Linked DNA regions of Mus musculus: region 1 is linked to region 2. A link is a contact called in public Hi-C data. All regions are on one chromosome and are shown on one strand. Each heading gives the region's core, a stretch centred on a gene start, on an enhancer-like site or on the middle of the called end of the contact. The rest is flanking DNA. Distances are from core to core; before and after follow the strand shown. Region 1 has its middle 17 kb from the start of Gm36769. Region 2 overlaps Gja1 (gap junction protein, alpha 1).

What was found. A called contact is a pair of places that touch in the nucleus more often than the background predicts.
Region 1: a Hi-C map of granulosa cells shows a contact between it and region 2, with 2.8 times the contacts expected there. The contact joins two enhancer-like sites. A contact is called at or near these places in 3 of 484 Hi-C or Micro-C datasets (adipose-derived mesenchymal stem cells and granulosa cells).

What each region holds. Positions count from the first base shown.
Region 1 is chr10:56,916,433-56,919,712 of GRCm38.p6, forward strand. No RefSeq gene overlaps it. Among named protein-coding and RNA genes, the nearest start is that of Gm36769, 17 kb to the right of the region's middle. Within about 2 kb of position 1,704, at least 4 of the 459 cell types and tissues checked have an H3K27ac peak or open chromatin away from gene starts, as enhancers often do. A contact at or near this core is called in granulosa cells, where this site is marked.
Region 2 is chr10:56,389,254-56,392,902 of GRCm38.p6, forward strand. Gja1 (gap junction protein, alpha 1) reads left to right here. Exons shown (of 2, transcript NM_010288.3): 2 at 1-1,166. Among named protein-coding and RNA genes, the nearest start is that of Gm36460, 4.1 kb to the right of the region's middle. Within about 2 kb of position 2,143, at least 3 of the 459 cell types and tissues checked have an H3K27ac peak or open chromatin away from gene starts, as enhancers often do. A contact at or near this core is called in granulosa cells, where this site is marked.

The sequences.
Region 1 (3,280 bases), core at 454-2,953, 530 kb after region 2:
TTTGCTTAAATTATGAATGATCTAAGAAGTAAGGGAAAAAAGACTAGGGATCAGGTAAGTGGTCTCCCATTGATTAAAATCCCTTACCCCTCTGCTTAGCTTAGCTTATGAATGATCTGAGAAACAACACAAAAGATTGTGATGGCTGGAAAGCTAGAAAAACAAAAACAAAAACAAAAAACAAAAAAAAAAGGAGCTCTAATAAAATTGATGTGGACAGCCTGTCCGGTCAAGTGGAATTCTGGGTTCTTATTACTAGAGCAGGATGATCCCACACAGGCACATTTCTTAAAGGATCCCACTTCCCTCTACCCCAGCTGCCCTTAGAGAAGGAAAGCGGTGGCTAAAGAGCAAGGCTAGTTTAGCTTCTTCCAGATTCATTGACACCACTGAGTCTGTTGCCTCTTGGGGGAAGAATCTTACAGGATGCAGTGAAGGTAAGAGTCAGTTCCATGAGGTCCTCTCACAGTGAAAGGGATGCAGAGGAGCCCCATCCCAGCTCTAGCTGGGAAATCAGTCAGGACTGATGGTGAGTTTACATAAGGCCCAGTGTTTACTTTCAGTTCTGGTAGGAAGCATCTTCTGAGATACTGGCAGTTTGTTCTCTGTAGTAACTTTTAATGTTCGCAGATGTTTCGGTTCACTCTTTGCGCCCACCAGCCAGTGGTAACCCATCCCAGGTAACCAGGGGGTGACTATATTTTCCCTACCCAGCCTTCAGTCTCAGAGGCAAATCCTGAATCTTGTATTGCCACTTAGTGGTGATGTCAGCAAAAGAAAACGACTGATGGGATCCCTCATGAATCATGGGGAAAATGTAAGTGCCATCTTGAAATATTTTAAAGCTCTCTAGGCATTTGTAAAATATTTATCCTTTTCATAATTCTACAGCACAGATATCCTAGCACCATGAAACACACCCCAGGCACATCTTCAGATGTAAATATAATTTTTATTTCCTTGCCAAGGAAAACAGAAGCTCACAAAAAAAAATCTAACTTATTTTAAGGTTAAATGACTTTGAAAATATCAAAAAGCATGTGCTTCTCACTGTAGTTGTAATGAGTCTGGCAAGCCAAATACTGGTTCCTCAATTGTCAAATGACTTTAAAACTGTGGAGAATGCTGTCACAAATTCTATTCAAGGAGCAAACAGTTTTACAGTCCTTCACTTTTTATAACTGGGATTTTTCTGGTTCTATTTATTTTAAAGCAGCTAAAACTTTGCAAAATATAAATGATTAAAAGTTTTCAAATGAAGGTATCCAAATAGAATGAAAAGATTACACAGTTACACCTGTCAGGAGACACAGAAAGTAAACCAGAATGGTTTAAAAGAAAAGAAAGCATTCAATTATCAGTCTATGTCTTATATTTAGAGGGTTAACCTTGTCATGGAATTATTTTCTTCTTGAGTTGAAGTCCGTGGAAACTTTTGATAAGAATCACACATTTGATAAAAATTTGTGAGTAATTCTGCTTCTACTTTTAGTTATAGTTCTTATGAAAACAATTTGAAGCAATCACACAGGTGTTTTATAAGTCAACGAACTAGTGCTTGATATTATGTGCTGATCATAGATAGATGTTTCTGAAAATTTTACATGAAACTACCCTTTCCAGACATTCTCCCCATGATGTTTATAGAGGAGACATAATAACTCAGTTTTCTGTGTCTTTACCAACTTGCAGCGTTATCTCTCCCGATAGCAGACAGTTGTGTCTGTTTTTCTTTTACAAAATAACTGAGCCAAAGTTTAAACAGAGAGTCTCATAAACAGAGACTGCAAAGTATTACAAAAATAAGGTTTCTTGTGACTACATTTCTTTGCTCGTTCCATCTCTCTCCTTTCTGTGTTAGTTTTCAGCAATCTGCTCATAAATCGCTCAGCATGCTAACGTTAGAAAATATAGAATGCCCAGGTCAGAAGTACAATGTGTGAGAGCTCCTACTGCCATCTTAAGCTCTCATTGACCACTTTTTTGGCATGCATGTTTGCCATATGCCTGGGTCTCAGTCCTAAGTTTGTACTTCCTGGGGTAATTTTTGTGTATATGGTGAGGTGGAGATGTGTTAGCATCATAAACTGAACAGTATAAACGAAGCCATTGCTTCTCCCTCATGCTGACCTTTCACTCAGACTCTGGGCAGTGCTCAGGGATGTGGTATCTAGCCTGGTCTCACGCCAGGAAATTTGAAGTCAGCTTTTCTCCATCTTTCCTTTCTCATTTGCACCCTATCCATGCTTTCTCACTATATCCATCATCAAACAAGCAAGCTTTTAAAGATTCGTATTGCTTTTCCATTTCACACAGTTCCTTGACAGTCTTTATCTTCTACTGTAGGAAACACAAAAAGGCCCGACGTCTTAAAACACAAAAGGTAATCTTGCAAAACACCAAGCTCACCCTGAATACAAACTGAGCTGTAAGGGAGGACTGACTGTCGCTAGACTTTTGTTTGCCAAAATTTGCGTGTGGACTTACCTATTGTGTACCAAATCACAACCTTACCTACAAACCACCAGTGGCCTAATAATAAGAGGGGTTTATGTGAGGATGTATGTACGTGTACACAGGGGAACATGAATTCATCAATTCATCTACTCAAATATTTGAACCCGTTATGAAATAGACATTTTTAAGTATCCTTAAAAAAGCTCTCTACATGCTGTTTCTTGTTCTGGTTTTGGGTACTGGTACTTTGGGGAGGGTTAGTATAGTTTCTTTCTAATGCTGTGACTTACAGAGTATTTGATATCTGTGACTTTTGACAAACTATAGTGCTAGTCAGTTGTACCCCACCCTTGGCACATATCTCACACTCCTCTTTCTGAATGGGAGCCAGTAGAAGAAACATCTATTTTCTGGGAGCACCTTCAGCTCAACCTTGTTGGAAAGGGTTGTAAGAAACATTGGCTACGGCATCTCCCTTTCAAGAAGTTTGCTGATTTATCGTGGTGGTTTGAATGAAAATGCCCCTTCCCCATAAGCCCATAGGGAGTAGCACTATTAGGAAGTATGACCTGGAATAGGTGAGGCCTTGTTGGAAGAAGTGGTCACTGGGGGCAGACCTTGAGGTCTTAGGCGCTCATGCTGTGCCCAGTGTGGCAATCTCTCTCTTCCTGTTGCCTGTAGATTCAGATAATAGAAGTCTCAGCTCTTCCCCAGAATCATTTCTGCCAGCATGACATGCCACCATGCATGCCATGCCACCATGCTTCCTGCCCTGCAGATAACGGACTAAATGTCTGAACTGTGAGCCAGCCCCAATTACATT
Region 2 (3,649 bases), core at 893-3,392:
CTATACACGATTTTCATTCTTGGTAGGTATCAATTCGAAGTTCAGACAAGGTTCAAAGAAAAAGATTGCCCATGTATTTGCATCTCAGTGGGTTCTTTTTCAAATCTGTCCCACCTTTGTGTCTTCCATATATTATCCTCAGCTGGTCCTCACCCTCACCAAATGATTTCTATCGACATTTTTAAAACAGTGAGAAAGTCTTTTTTTTTTTTTTTTTTGAGTTAGCATCAGGGAGGCAAGCCATGCTCAATATTTAACAATCGCTTCTGTCTATGTGTGGGTGTGCAAGTGTGTAAGCGTGTGTTTTGTCATTATTGGTACAAGCAGAGGCAGTATAAACTCACAGATTTGAATCGAATTCACACAGTGTTCAAATTTGAACCTTCCTCATGGATCTTTGTGGTGTGGGCCAACGTGGTGTTTACATTATAGAATTCCTGCCGTGCAAAAGTGTAAAGCACACACTTTTTCCCTAAAATATTTTTTCCACGTATCCTATTATGGATACTGGTTTTGTTAATTATGATTTTTTTTTCTTTTTTAGAATGTAGCAGTAATAGCCATTACTGAAATGAATGATTTCCTTTTTCTGAAATATAATCATTGATGCTTGAATGATAGAATTTTAGTACTGTAAACAGGCTTTAGTCATTAATGTGAGAGACTTAGAAGAGGGTTGCTTAGAGTGGACTATCAAGTGAGCCTAAAGGAACTTTGTAGTAACTGGTAATCTGGTAATTTTTGTCCTACTTAACTACACATTAACTCAGAACTTGTATTCTGAGTTTAACAGTCTTTTAGATTGACGAGCAACTTGGATGTTTGCACTAAGATTTTCTTTGAGATACTAGAGGGGGTGAAGGAGTTTTCAGCAGTGCACATGTAACTAATTTATTTGAACTGTAAGCTAAAGACACCTACCAGTTTCTTCAAGTGACTTAAAAAAACTCATCACAGATGATTGAAATGTCGAGTTATCATGTTTCCTCTTGCGCGCCAGCTACACAAGGAGTTTTTGGACAATGAGAAACTAATTTGTTTGACATTCCATGTTAAACTACTGTCATGTTCAGCTTCATTGCATGTAATGTAGACCTAGCCCATCCAATCAATGTGCTCGGGAAAGTGTTCTTTATTCAATAAAATTTTAATTTAGTATAATAAAGATAACCTGCATGTCTTGTGTGATTTAAAAAACAAAAAAAACAAGAAAACTTACCAAATTTATTCAAGATTACCAAAAGTAGATCCCATAATTACAATGTCTTGGGCTAATGAAATCCACTTTTATTTTATTTTCATCTTTTGCTTGCCGGTATCTCTGTGCAATGGTATGTTGCTGCTTGCAGTGGCCAGGAAAAAAAAAAAATTAGTGTCAAATCCCCTAGAGATAGTTGTGAACTGCCATGTGGGTGCTGGGAATCAAATCTGGCTCTTTGAAGAACAGTGTTTTGTTAGTTTGATTTTTAAGGACAAACACCATAAGCATCATTGATTTTGAAATATTGAGGTAATATTTTAACAGGAAATAAAGCATACAAATGTTTAATTGGGAGAACAGTTAAACTCCACACCAGGTCTCACACACTCATAGAATCGAACCTAGAATTTTTTGCCAGCCTCTACATTCTCTTGCCATGGCTTCCTCGATACATGGAGTTGTAGGCCCGAGGTAGTGATTACAGTATTGGGGAAGGTATCTGGGTTGTTGCAGGTGGAGCTAAGACCTCACATATAAGGTAGAGCGTATACCTTAGCACTGAGGTGTGTCCTCATCTGGACTCAACTTTAGTGAGACTTGTTCAGTTGTCCACACCGACAAGCTTGGGGATATTACATTCAGAGAAGGTACTGGATTTTGGTAACTTTTATTAAGGAATTTTGTGAAGACAACATGCTGGTTATTGCAGGCATCTTTAATCCTTCACTCCCAGGTAGAGAGAGATAAATGAATCTCTGAGCTTTGTAAGCAAATGTGGTCTGTGGTGACTTAGACCAGCCAGGGCTACATAGACCAAAAACCAAGCAAACCTAAAGGTCCCAGGAAAAAACAACCTTGTTGGAGGGAAATGAGTCTGGTCAATTGATGACGTTTCAGCCACAAAAATGCAATATCAAGAATAAATAAAATACAAACACCAGTGATATCTCAGCTCATGGACATCTGAGGCAAGACTCAAGGACAAGCCCCACCAACTGAGACAGGGTTGGCAAGATGGCTCAGCCCGTAGAAGTATTTCTTAGAGTCACCTGGAAGGAGAGAACTGACTTCTGAAATGGTAATGTAGGGATTGAGCTGTAACTGCAGAGCTGCTCTTCACAGCCTGTGGGTCACGACCATTAGAAACCATGCGTTTCCGGAAGTCTTAGGATCTAAGACACTGCCCAGCAGCAAAACTAAACAATTATAAAGTAGCTACAAAATAGTTGGGAGTCGCCACACCATGAACTGTATTAAAGGTTTGCATCTTGGGGAAGGTCAAGACTCACTGCTGAAGCCTACATGAAGCCCTGGGTTTGATCTTCACCACTATACAAATGTGGGAAGTAGGTGGAGGACGATCAGAAGTTCAAGGTTTCAGGGGATTGGGGAGGGAGTCATAAAAATAATGCCATTTTAAAATGGCAGAACGGTATCCAGTGTGTTCATATTAATTAAATTACAATAACACTTTTCAAAAAGTTTAGATCATTCTCAGCCACATAAGACTGAAACCCTCTTGGGATATATGAGTATGAGACCCTATTTTCAAAAGAATAAAGCCGAAGAGGACAAAAAAAGACTACTTATGTAAACCACTGTCAACATTTCTCTCGGTGTATTAAAAACTGTAGCTACACTCGGTATATTAAAAACTAGTTACACAGTGAGCCCCAGTCCACATTGACTACACAGTAAGCCCCCTCGAAGCAACTCCCATTGGCTGCATCTCCAGCAGAAGAAAACAGCATACTTACATTGTGTGTACAAAATTTGAACATACAGAAATACATGAAACAGGGTCAAATTTAACGAGCATCTTTTTATACTCCTCAGTGGACATCAGGAAACCTTAATTTGTAGAAGAAACCACTTTATTTTACATATACCCATCAGGTGTTATAAAGTAGAGAATGAATGAATGATTTAGTTCCTGCTCCCAAAAGCATACAAAATTAATCCTTCCAGTTATTGGAACATTTATGTTGTTTATTTTTCTAATATACATATATAGAGAGATGATGTCATTACATTTTCTGTTTGTGTTTTGAGACAGGTAGCCCAGGCTGGGCTGACCTCAGACCTCAAACTTACTATGTAGCTGAGGCTGAATTCCTACCTGACAAGTTTGTAACACCACATCCAAAAAATTCTCTAAACTTTTTTAGGGAGAGACAGAAAAGCCATTTGAAGCCAAATGGGACAATTTAGCTGAGATGTAGCTCAACAATAGATAGCTCCAGAGTGACATAATGAAATAGTAGATGCCCTGCCCATAGTCACAGGCTATGGGTTCAATCCCCGTCACTACACACAATTTTTATTTTTAAAGATTTATTAGTTTTATTTATGTGTCTCTGTGCGTTTATGGGTACCACATACATACAAGTACCCACAGATGCCAGAGAGCATCAGAACAGGCGGTTGTGGGTCCACAGATGTGGGTGC